Linked DNA regions of Sus scrofa: regions 2 and 3 are each linked to region 1. A link is a contact called in public Hi-C and promoter capture Hi-C data. All regions are on one chromosome and are shown on one strand. The core of a region is the stretch at or near the end of the contact, and the rest is flanking DNA. Distances in the headings are between cores, read along the strand shown. Region 1 holds the start of SMARCA4 (transcription activator BRG1). Region 2 holds the start of CCDC151 (coiled-coil domain-containing protein 151). Region 3 holds the start of ILF3 (interleukin enhancer-binding factor 3).

The links. Promoter capture Hi-C pulls out the DNA fragments that hold promoters and counts their contacts. Hi-C and Micro-C count contacts between places; a contact is called where the count stands out from the background.
Region 2: a promoter capture Hi-C map of liver shows a contact between it and region 1, with 3 times the contacts expected there. The contact joins the promoter of CCDC151 here to the promoter of SMARCA4 in region 1. A contact is called at or near these places in 1 of 5 promoter capture datasets (liver) and 1 of 47 Hi-C or Micro-C datasets (embryonic fibroblasts).
Region 3: a Hi-C map of liver shows a contact between it and region 1, with 3 times the contacts expected there. The contact joins the promoter of ILF3 here to the promoter of SMARCA4 in region 1. A contact is called at or near these places in 1 of 5 promoter capture datasets (liver) and 2 of 47 Hi-C or Micro-C datasets (heart right ventricle and liver).

The regions. Positions count from the first base shown.
Region 1 is chr2:69,715,551-69,719,306 of Sscrofa11.1, forward strand. SMARCA4 (transcription activator BRG1) reads left to right here and starts at 1,625. Exons shown (of 34, transcript XM_021083849.1): 1 at 1,625-1,922. It overlaps LOC110259342 (a long non-coding RNA gene), which reads right to left. Exons shown (of 2, transcript XR_002341646.1): 1 at 1,796-3,756.
Region 2 is chr2:70,095,199-70,098,954 of Sscrofa11.1, forward strand. CCDC151 (coiled-coil domain-containing protein 151) reads right to left here and starts at 1,829. Exons shown (of 13, transcript XM_005654766.3): 1 at 1,401-1,829; 2 at 289-410; 3 at 109-186. The coding sequence starts at 1,638. PRKCSH (protein kinase C substrate 80K-H) reads left to right here and starts at 2,226. Exons shown (of 18, transcript NM_001244598.1): 1 at 2,226-2,317; 2 at 2,727-2,834; 3 at 3,033-3,149; 4 at 3,548-3,643; 5 at 3,740-3,756. The coding sequence starts at 2,759.
Region 3 is chr2:69,411,768-69,415,523 of Sscrofa11.1, forward strand. ILF3 (interleukin enhancer-binding factor 3) reads left to right here and starts at 2,108. Exons shown (of 20, transcript XM_021083797.1): 1 at 2,108-2,381.

The sequences.
Region 1 (3,756 bases), core at 375-2,874:
TGGGCTAGGGGGTGAAATGGAGCTGCAGCTGAGGCTTATGCCACAGTCATGCCAACACCAGATCTGAGCTGCATATATGACCTATACCATAGCTCAGCTTGGAGCAATGCAGGACCCTTAAACCACTGGCAAGGCCAGGGATAGAACCTGCATCTCATAGATACTATGTCTGGTTCTTAACCCAGTGAGCCACAACTTGAACGCCTAAAAAAAAAAAATTTTTTTTTTTTTAGGGCCACACCCACAGTATATGGATGTTTTCAGACTAGGCATGGAATCAGAGCTGTAGCTGTTGGCCTACACCACAGCAACACAGGATCCAAGCTGTGTCTGTGACCTGCACTATAGCTCAGCAATGCAGGATCCTTAACTCACTGAACAAGGCCAGGGATCGAACCTTCATCCTCATGGATGCCAGTCAGATTCGTTACTGATGAGCCACGATGGGAACTCCCTAAAAAAATTTTTTAAACTGTCTTGTGGGGGGGTGGGGGTGGCACACTACAGTAGATGCTGGGTATTCACTAGGGACTAAAATTGACAACATCATGCCATTTAAATTGAAGAGAAGGATGCTGTACAGCAGAAACTGACAGGATATTATAAATCAACTATAATAAAAAAACTTAAAAAGGTACCCAAGAAATGTGAAGGAAAGGGAATGGAGGCAGTGATCAAAGAGGAGGCAAGACTGGTGGAGGTGGTAAGTCAACTGAGACCTGAAAAATGAGGAAGAGTGGGCCTGGGAGAAGCAGGGATAGGGACAGTCACAGGCTGTGGGACTTGACTTTGGGGAGCATTTGCTCAGTTGTGGGGCTAAATGAGGTGGGGCTGGAGATACTTTAAAAACATAGAGGAAGCCGCCTACAAGCTCTAGGCCTTCATACTTCTAACAAGGCTCTCTCCCTCACTGCTTTTACTACTGGACTCAAATGTCTTCCCAACGCGGCCTTCCCTAGCTGCCGCTTTAAAATTTCCACCACTTTTCATGTCTCCATTTCAACACAGTGTATTTTATATTTTACTTGGTTCTCTTGCCTCGCGCCTGCCTCCCCCATTAGATCATGAGAGCCACAGCAGCTGAAATTTTATGTCCGGTGCCGCAACTCAACAGCAAATCAATAAATATCTGCTAATTAATAGCCTTACATAGGCTCTGCACAAAAGACAGCCACAGTCCGTACCCGTCAGACTGCCCAAAGGGCACCACATCCCCCCTACCAAGGATGAAAACGGTTCCTAAGTTCGCCCTTGACCCGGAGGCCGGCTCTGCTCATCTCTGGCCCAGCCTCCCCGCCTCTTCCCCTCAAGCACTGCCTTGCATCCTCACTTCCCGGTCTCAGGGCCCCTCTGCCACCCCTTCCCCAAAGACCCTGCCGCCATCCAGTCCCATCCCCCAGCCACCCACCACCACCATCACTACCACCACCACTACCGCCGCCGCAGTGGCGCCCGCTCTGCGCATGCTCGGAGCAGTGGCGACGCACGACGTGCGGAAGGCGAAGAACCACCCCCATGCGCAAGCGCAGGCGCGTCCCGCACAAAGTAGGGAGGTGCGTCCGGGGCGCTAGCTCTCTCTGGCCCCGCCCCCTCCCCACCCCACCCCCGCGGCCGACACGCACGCGCTCTAGGAGCGGAAGGGCGGGCGGGCACGCGCACGAGACCGGGCGGGCGGCGGAAGCGGGAGAGGCGCTTAGTGGTGGGGGGGAGGGGAGGTGACGAGTGCGCGCGCAGCGGGGGCGCGGGTGGCGTGGGGGGGGCGGCCGAGGCCGGCGGGCGCGCGCGCGAGGCTTACCCTCGCTTGGCGGCGGCAGCGGCGGCTTCTTTGTTTCGTGAGAAGAGGCGAGACGCCCATTCTGCCCCCGGCCTCGCGCGGAGGGGCGGGGGCGGCGCCAGGAAGGCGACGGCACCGGCGACTCCCGGTAAGGAACGCAGATCGCGGGGGGAGCGCGGCGCGGGGCTTGGGAGGACGGTTTGAATGGAGCCGGGGTTCCGAGGGGGGAGGGGGCCGCCGGCGCCCGGAGCAGGGCCGGGGTACGGCGGCGCCCGAGGGTCAAGACGCCTGGCCTGCACCGCGCGCGCGGGGAAGGCCACAGTGCATCGAGGCCGCGGCGGCTACAGTATCCGCGGCGGGTGGGGTGGGGGCCCGGGCCGCGTGGAGGCCGCGCGCCCCTCGCGCGCGCTCTCGCCGGGGTCGCCGGACAAAGCTCTTCGCCCAGTCGGCGGGCCACGGGCCCGGCCCCCATCGCGGTCTCAGCTGCGGCTATAACAATAGCCAGGCGTCCGGGCTATTCTGGCTACGTTGTAACGGGTCCGACTCGATTGTTGCCTTTTAACAAGGCTGCGGTCATCGCTCAGTAGGAAAACCCCCAGATATGTCCAGCGTCGCCTGGACATGAACATTAGCAGCACAATTGGTTTAGATGACCTAAAATTTCATTTTTAAAAAGTCAATTTTAGGTTTTCAAGGCAAGGTAAATAACTCTTTCAGCCCCTTGTAAAGTAGTGACTCCAGAATGTTTGCCTTAAATCGGAGGATCCGCAGCTAGTCGGGAAGGACCGGGAGAACTGCTGTTGAAAGCTTTGTTTTAGTTTTCCATCCTTTTCCCTTCCTCGCAATTGATTTTCCAGATTAACGCTTTTATTTAAGATGTGGATCTTTAAGGAGAAGGTGTTTTGTGCCGATCTTGAAGACTAGCCTAGGTAGCCACCCCACGCCCCCACCCCCAGTGAATCCTTAGGTAAAGTAGGGAATAATGTTAGAACCACTTCCTAGGAATTTGAAGTAAGTTTTCACTTTCAATTGACAGACTGGAGTTGGGTTTGATTTCTGGCGTTGCTGGTTACTTAGCTATGTGACCTTAGGCAAATAACTTAATTTTTCTGAACCTCTTAGTTTCCTCATTTGTGAAATGGCAATAATGCCACAAATGGAGTTGGTGAAAGCCAATAAAATGGTTCCTGGTTAGAGGGAAGCACTATTTTGTTGTTCAGTCCAATCTCCTCCTTTATTGTTAAACAAAAGTTTGTTGAGTCCCTACTGGGTGTTAGATGATTGGAGGTTGGATGCCTTGGGAGCCTCTCCAGCCTTGTAGGGGAACAGGTGGTAAATGTGGGGACTACTCCCCTTGGCCTGTCATGTGAGAGGAACACAGTGGATGGATGCCCAGTGATGGGAGTCAGAGATTAGGGAGGTTGCGTGGAAGAGGAGCCTTTACTGAGGATCAGGGAGGATGTCCAGGTTGCATTTGACCATCTGGGACCAGTCATTGCTCCCCTCTGCTATTCTCACATCACCTTGATCCTTTCTTGTGTAGCAGTTATCTGGGTTTGTAATTACACATCTATTCTTTTCCAAGGGCCATCAGAGCTCTCACAGCTCTGTCTCCCTGATCTCCTGAAGCACGTAGTAGGCCCTTAGCAGCCATTTGTGGATGAAGAGGAGGGTGTTCAGGAGGATTGAGTGAAGCTGTGTGTGAAGTGCTTGGCCCACGACTGAAAGTGGGTTGTAGGCGATAAATGTTAGTTGTTGGAGGGTTTTTGTTGTTGTTTTAACTTTCTAGGCCATTGTTTCCCAAACCTCATTCCCCCAAAAATGAAGATGTAGGGCTGTGGTTAATATGAGGTGGTGGTGTGGAGAGCTAGTTCTGGAATCAGACCTCCTGGATTTATACCCATCTCTTAATCCTAGTTTGACCTCAAGCAAGACACTTAACAGTAGACTCCCCTCTTGTGAAACAGGTACGATAGTGGTGT
Region 2 (3,756 bases), core at 579-3,078, 380 kb after region 1:
GTGGAGAAGGGATTGGAGAGGGTGAGATGGGAGGCAGAGAGGTGAGTGGGGTGGGGATCCAGGCTTGAAATGAAGGGAGATGGTCAGTGGAATGGGAGTGGGGCAAACCTGGCCTGTCCTGTTCTTCAGGTATGGCTTCTCTGATTTCCATTCCCGAATCACTGCCTGGACCACTTTCTCATCTCCCTGCAGAGAGAGGAACCCAGTCACACTACTGATTCAGACTACTGCTACTATTCAGCTCCCAAGGATGCTGGCCCCTGCCTCCTGGAGCTTCTTCACCCTCACCTGGAGCAGGTCTGCCAGCTGTAGTTGTAGCACCCTGGTCTCCTCTCGGAGCTGGTTGATGGTCTCCTGATTCTTCCTGATGTTCCACTGGGTGCTCTCATAAAAGGCCTTCCGGTCACCCTCTGGGGTCAGGTGAGGTGGGCAGGCACAAGCAGAGCATCATAGAGGGGAGGGACAATTTTCGTAATTGTCAACATTGTAACAATATTTTACTTTGGGCATACGTTATGTATTGGATGCTGGACTAATAAATTTCCTATTCATCAAATACCCTGTACCAATAGGTATATATCTATATATATGTGTGTGTACATACCATACCCATTTTAGAGGTTAGAAGACTCAGGTATATTAGGTTGTTCAAGGTCATAAGCAGTTTGACTCCCCAGCCCATACCTTCAACCACCATGTAAAATTACCTTCTAATAATAAAATAATAATGGTTTGCACTAGGATTTCCCAGCCTTGGCTGACATTTGGGATAATTATTTGCTGTGGTGAGCTGTCCTGTGCATTGTCAGATGTTGAGCAGCATCCTTGGCCTCTACCCACTAGATGTCAGTAACATATCCCCTCCCCCCAACAATGTGACAAACCAAAATGTCTCCAGACATTGCCAAATGTCCCCTGGGAACCAAAACAGCCCTTTTCCATTGAGAACCACTGGTTTACAATATATAGCATTACTATGTGTCAAGCACCGTTGTAAGTCCTTTACTCATTTCAACTATTGGCTTGTACGGTTACTATCTCCTTTTTATGAATGGACAACCTGGGAGCAATTAGATTACTCTTAGTTCCTGAAGGTCAAACAATTAGTATATGTAGAGCCAGGATCTGAACCCAGAAAATCTGGCCCTGGAATCTGTTTTTCACCACCCCATGCATGATAGAAGAGTTGAAATCACATAAAAGTATGAAATGCAGTCCAGTCAGTTCTGAGCTCAGGAAAAGTTTCATAAGAGAGATGAGGAAAACCATAAGGAAGTATGAGTTTTTGCCTCCAGAAACTGGCCACATGGATGAATGCCAGTGAAACATTCCAGTCACACCATGCCAGGCCAATGAGCTGGTGACTCTTGACACTTCTGTGCCCTCTGGAGCCCTCTTACCTAATAGTTGAATCTTCCTTTGTAACTCAGCCACCTGCGTGTGCACAGTGGACTTCCCTTCGCTGGCATGGAAGGGTCCTGCCTTGGAATGGAGTGACTGCCAGGCCTGCACCGAGCCCTTGCCTTGGGGATGCCCCTTGGCCTGAGCCTGATTGCCCCTGCCTTTGGAGGAGGCTGAAACCTGGTCCTGAGAAGGCATGGCGTTGGCGGAGGCCGCCCAGCACAGGGGAGACGTCATGACTGGGTTGAGGCCGAGGACCGCAAAGAGTTAGGTCTACTAGGAATCGCCTCTGTTGGGGATCTGTCAGCTCAGGTTCCTCGGCTCTGGGAACGTACTTGTCGACCGCTTGGCTGAGCCTCGCGGCATCTCCTGGTTGCTAGGTAATCTCCCCCTCCTTCCTCCAGTGTTCCCATGGAAACCGCCCGCGTTCCACCCACCGCTCTCACTGGCTGACGCACGCTGCGTGGAGGGGCGGTCCCAACGGGGGCGGAGCAGACCCTTTCTGCCGAAAGTTGGTGGGGGGTACTTTTGTGTCATGTGCTTATTCCTTTTCTTTCCCACCCCTCAACCCCTAAGCCCGCCCTAAGCCCGCGATGGGTTCACGGGCATTTTTTAGGAACTTTCTGGTCCGACTGTAGAACTGCCACTCCCAAGATGGAGGCACTTCGCGCCGCCATTAAGCGCGAACCATCAGAACGATTTCTTCTAAGGCTTCACAGGCCTATCCAAGATGGCCGTCTCGGCTCCGGCCGTCCCTTGCCGCTCCCAATATGGCGACCGGGAGCTGCCGTTCAGGGAGCACGGCGTGATGCCGGAAGTGACGCATCCCACACGTTTCCGCTTTCTTTCTGCAGGAGGAGCCGTTGGCTGCTGGGTTAGGGGGCGCGGTGGATATTAACCTTTGCCCCAGCCTCGTGTAGGTGGTGAACCACTGGGTGGGAGAGCACCCCTGTTTCCTGTTGGGGGCAGCCTAAGGGTGTTCCTCGGGAGATGGGGCGACTGTTCCTCGGGCTATTGGCGGGAATTGGCTAGCGAATCCCCTCCCCCCACCCATAGGGAGCGGAGCTTTTGTGATTCCCCCACCATTGATTTGGGCCAAGTGAGACTCCCCTTCACTGGGCAGGACTGGGGAGACACCCCCCCCACGCCCCCACTGTGGGAAGCAAAGTGAGCCGTCATTGCCCGGAAGCGATGGAGGAATCCAGTTGGCTGGAGGGAGAGGTGTCTTCCTTCAGCTGGAAGTATTCCTCTCCCAGTGAGCCGCCCCTTTCTCGCTGCAGCGTGGGGGCACAGCGCATCTCTCAGCAGCTTCCTTCCTCCGACAGAACCCGTTTCCGGCTTCAGAGCCTCCAGCGAGATGTTACTGTTTCTGCTGCTACTGCCCATGTGTTGGGCCGTGGAGGTCAAGCGGCCCCGGGGCGTCTCCCTCACCAGTGAGTTGGCCACCTGGCTAGAGGTGGGGATAGGTTGTGGGAGGCTCCTGGGATAGGCACTTAGAGCCTTCTGCTTTAGGGTCGCGGTCGCTGGGCGGGAAGGCGGCAGTGCTCAGCTGGTGGGTTGTGGGGAGAGGTGCCATTGGGTCCGGAGGGCTTCTTCCTGCCGTGGGCTGAGCGCCTTGACTCCCTTCCCAGATCATCACTTCTACGACGAGTCCAAGCCTTTCACGTGCCTGGATGGCTCCGCCAGTATTCCTTTTGATCAGGTTAATGATGACTACTGTGACTGCAAGGATGGCTCAGATGAACCAGGTGAGCTCTCTTTTCATTCATTTATTTAGTCATCATACATTTATTAGGCAGTTGATGAGTGCCAGGTCCCGAGCAGTGACCAAGACAGACCCCATCCTATCCTCACAGAACTCGGCGATGAGTAAGGGGAAGCAGGTACCCAAGCAAGCTAGTGGTCAGCTTGGTGAGGAGAGCCCTAGGCACTATGGGAGGGGGAGGGGGTAGGCAGGGCCCTGTTCTGAGGGCCTTGGTGAGGCAGGAGGGAGCAGTGGAGAGTTTTGTTTCAGGCCCGAGTGTGCAACTCTGTTTTCTCCCCTTAGTTGGCATCAGTTATTCTCGTGCTCTTTGTGTACATGGTGGATGTGACACGCCGGATTCTGAGCACACTCCACAAACCCTCGCTCTCTTTCTCCCTGCAGGCACAGCTGCTTGTCCCAACGGCAGCTTCCACTGCAGCAACACTGGCTACAAGCCCCTGTACATCTCCTCCAGATGGGTCAATGATGGAGTTTGTGGTGAATGAGATCACCCTGGGGTTGGGGACAGGGTGCTGGGCGGAGGGAAGGAGGAGGCCCTACTGGGTCTGATGGCGCCCCCACCTCTGCCCTCAGACTGCTGTGATGGGACA
Region 3 (3,756 bases), core at 858-3,357, 300 kb before region 1:
TGGGAACCTCCGCGTGCAGCTACTGTGGCCCTAAAAAAGCACACACACAAAGTTGGGAAGCCATAGGTAAGACAGCATGGACTCATTCTGTGATAATCTGTGACCACATTTTTACACCTTACTTTGTCTTTTCTAGGGCCACACCGCCGGCATATGGAGGTTCCCAGACTAGGGGTGTAATCCGAGCAGCTGCTGGCCTATGGCACAGCCACAGCAACACCAGATCTGAGCCGCGTCTGTGACCTACACCACAGCTTACGGCAACGCTAGATCCTTAACCCACTGAGCGAGGCCAGGGATCTAACTCGCAACTTCACGACTTCTAGTCGGGTTCGTTAACTACTGCGCCTCGATGGGAACTCCGTATCTAAAAAAAAAAAAAAAAAAAAAAAAAACCCAACTATAATCTTGGGGCTTTTTTTTTTTTTTTTTTGTCTTCTTGCCATTTCTTGAGCTGCTCCCGCGGCATATGGAGGTTCCCAGGCTAGGGGTCGAATCGGAGATGTGGCTGCCAGCCTGCACCAGAGCCACAGCAACGCGGGATCCGAGCCGTGTCTGTGACCCACACCACAGCTCACAGCAACGCCAGATCGTTAACCCACTGAGCAAGAGCAGGGATAGAACCTGCAACCTCATGGTTCCTAGTCGGATTCCTTAACCACTGCGCCACAACAGGAACTCCATTGGGGCATATGTTTTGTGCAAAGAATTGTACCAGGTGCTTTTAAGGAAAAAAAAAAATCATATTTTGTAGATAATGCAAGAGAAGCTCAGGGAGGTGCACTAGTCTTGATTATACAGAGACCCAAACTTAGGGCGACCCTGGATCTTGCATTTTCTTAAAAATTTTTTTGGTTTTTTTTAGGGTTGCAGCCAGGCATATGGAAGCTCCCAGGAAGGTCTAACCGGAGCTGTAGCTACTGGCCTATGCCACAGCCACGCCAGAACAGGACCCCTCTGCGACCTAAACCGCAGCTCAGGGCAACTCGGGATCTTTAACCCACTGAGGAGGCCAGGGATCAAACCTGAGTCCTCATGGATGCTAGTCGGATTAATTTCCACTGAGCCGAGATGGGAACTCGGGATCTTGCATTCTTAAACTAGCTACACTATTCCTGCTTCTGCAAAAAAGATTTATTTAGGCCGTTAAGTCCTGAACTACTTGCCTCCGAATCTCAGCAATGTCTCTATCACTTGTCTACCAACGCCTGACTGATCCTGATTCTGGAAGAAAGCAGGACTTAGCTTAGGCATAGATTGTACACTGAGGATCTGAGGCTCCCAAGAGGATGCAACAACACCAGGATCGTAAAGTGATGACGCTCGGTCCCCCATGCCTTTACTTATGACCCCGACCTCCCCGCCAAGATGTGGCTGGCCAAGTGTCTCAGTCCAAGTCCCAGATTTCCCGCAAAAGACAGTGAGGCCTTCAGTCGGGTCTTTTTCTGGATCGGGCCTCAATTTCTTCATCTGTGAATGGGGGACTGGAAGATTCTGACCAACTGGGCTCTGCCCTTCAGAGGCTCCGGGCCGGGTAGTTTAGCGGGGCGCTACCCGTGAAAAAGTTTCAACACCAAAGACCCGGATGCCGAAGCAGCAACGAGGAGTTCTGTCCGACCTTTCCTCACACACACAGCTCGAGTCTGCTCGGCCTCTCGTGGAAAAAGCAGGCAGTGGGAAGGAAGTGCCACCGTACCGCTTCAGTAGCAGAGCGAACCTCTTCTAGCAACACCAGCCACCATGAGGACGCTCAAGAGCCAGCCTCTCTGACCGTTTCCGCCAACGTACTCCTGGCGACGGGCGTAAGATGGCGGCCGCGCAAGCGCATAAACTAGGAGACCAGGGAGGCTCCGCCCCTCCCTCGGCCTCACGTGGTAATGGCCGCTCAAAAACCGCAATTGAAAAAAAGAAAGGCAATGTTGTCACATGAAACAGGCCTACCAATACCGCAAAGGCAAGGAGCAAAAGTCCTTATCACATGGCCAAGGAGATCTCCGAATTTGCCACTGTCACATGATCAAGCAAAGGCGTGGAAAGAGGAGGAAAACGTCCCGACGCCACGTAACGTCTTACGGTTCTGTCACGTGACCAGGGCCCGCCTTCTTTTCTCTGTTCCTCCCTCCCTGCCTCTCCCGCTGGGCCTGCGTCGAGCGGTAACGAGGCGGCAGGGGGCGTGGCTCCGCCCGGTCACGTGGTTCCGCACCTCCCTAGCGCGCGCCCGCCCGCCAGCTCGTCCCCGGCCCCGGCTCCTCCTCCTCCTCTTCTCGCCATTGCAGTTGGACTCAGCAGCCCGGTGCGTACCGCGTGGCTTTTTGGGGAAGACCGAGGCGGGCTGTGGCCGGAGGGCGGTGGTTGCTGTCGAGGAAAGGGACCCAGACGAGGTAAGCGTCAATGTGGCGGCGGCCGGGCCCGCTCCCGCCTTTCCCCCTCCCCCCGTTCTCTCCTCAGCGCGGGCTCGGGTGAGGAGTTGCGGAGATAAGGCCTGAGGCGCCTTGTGTTCCCTGCTTTCGTTTGGTTCTCTCGCCCCAGTGCCTGGCTCCTTCCTCCTTTGCTAGCCTACCTCCCGCGCTCGGCCGTTACTCTCCCCCATTGTGCCGAGGAGACAAAATGGCGGCGGCGGCGAGGGCCCGGTGCGCGCGCATCCGCCCCCCCCTTCGCGGCCCCTCGGCCGGCGGTGGCGCCTCTCGCGGGGGTGCGCGCGCACTGGGCCCCCGGCTGCCGCCTCCCCCGGGTCGGGCTTTGTCTGTTGGGGCGCCACGCGCGCACACGCGCACGTGCGGTGAGCACACACCCCCCTCCGACTGGAAGCATCCTGCCCCGCGGAGCAGGGGCTACCCCCCCACCTCTTCTCTTTGTCCCATTCCGGTCCCGGGTTCCAGGAGAGTCCCAGGTTCTCGAGGCGGGAAACATCGCCTCCTTTGTCTTTTCGTGGAGCGGAGAGGCAGACCCCCTCCCTGGAACCCCGTCCTTAAGTGGATTGCAGAGGAGGTCTTTGTGGGTTCATGGGGTTTTTAAATCTCTGGTTAGGCTGGCCTCCCCCAGATCCGGATCCAGAATTGCTAAAAGGTTTATTTTAAGCTTTCACTTCATTTATTTTAGATGTTTCATTGATGTTGAATTTTTTCCCGATTCTCCCTCAAAATGGTGATCAGATGTGATATTTGGGTGCCCTGTGATCTTCCAGATTGAGACCCAAACATGAGCGCTTAAAATTCTTTTCTAGCTTACTTCCTCAAGTTGTTGAGTGACTGAGATTCTTGGGGTTGCTTTAGAGGTTTTGCCCTGGGCAGTTCTTCGCCTGGGGATATTATTTGGGATGTTTAAGGATCAACATGCTCTTGCCCAGTTCAGTGTCTAAACTTGGGGAGAGTAAGCCGTCTCTTCTCAATATTTCCAAAATTGATTGAAAATTGTTTGGCATCCTGCCTAGGGGACTTGACAGATCAGCAAGGAAGCATCATTACTTTTCCTGGACTCAGGTATTTCAGTGATTCTGAATCTTTTTATGATTGTTTAGCGTTCTAATGTCTCTAAAATGAGCGGTCTGGTGGCATATTTGGGGTCCATGGAAAAACACAAGGTGCCTTCTGAAGTTAGGGATCAAATCTGGACTTTAGGGATCAAATCTGGTTGGGAATCTCCATGGATTGGTTCACAGTGCTGCCCCTGTGCTTTATGTGTGGTCTCCTGGGATGTAGCTACAGCAGCCACTGACTGAGGCTGTGAATGAAGTGTGGGAATCAGAAGCTCACTCAT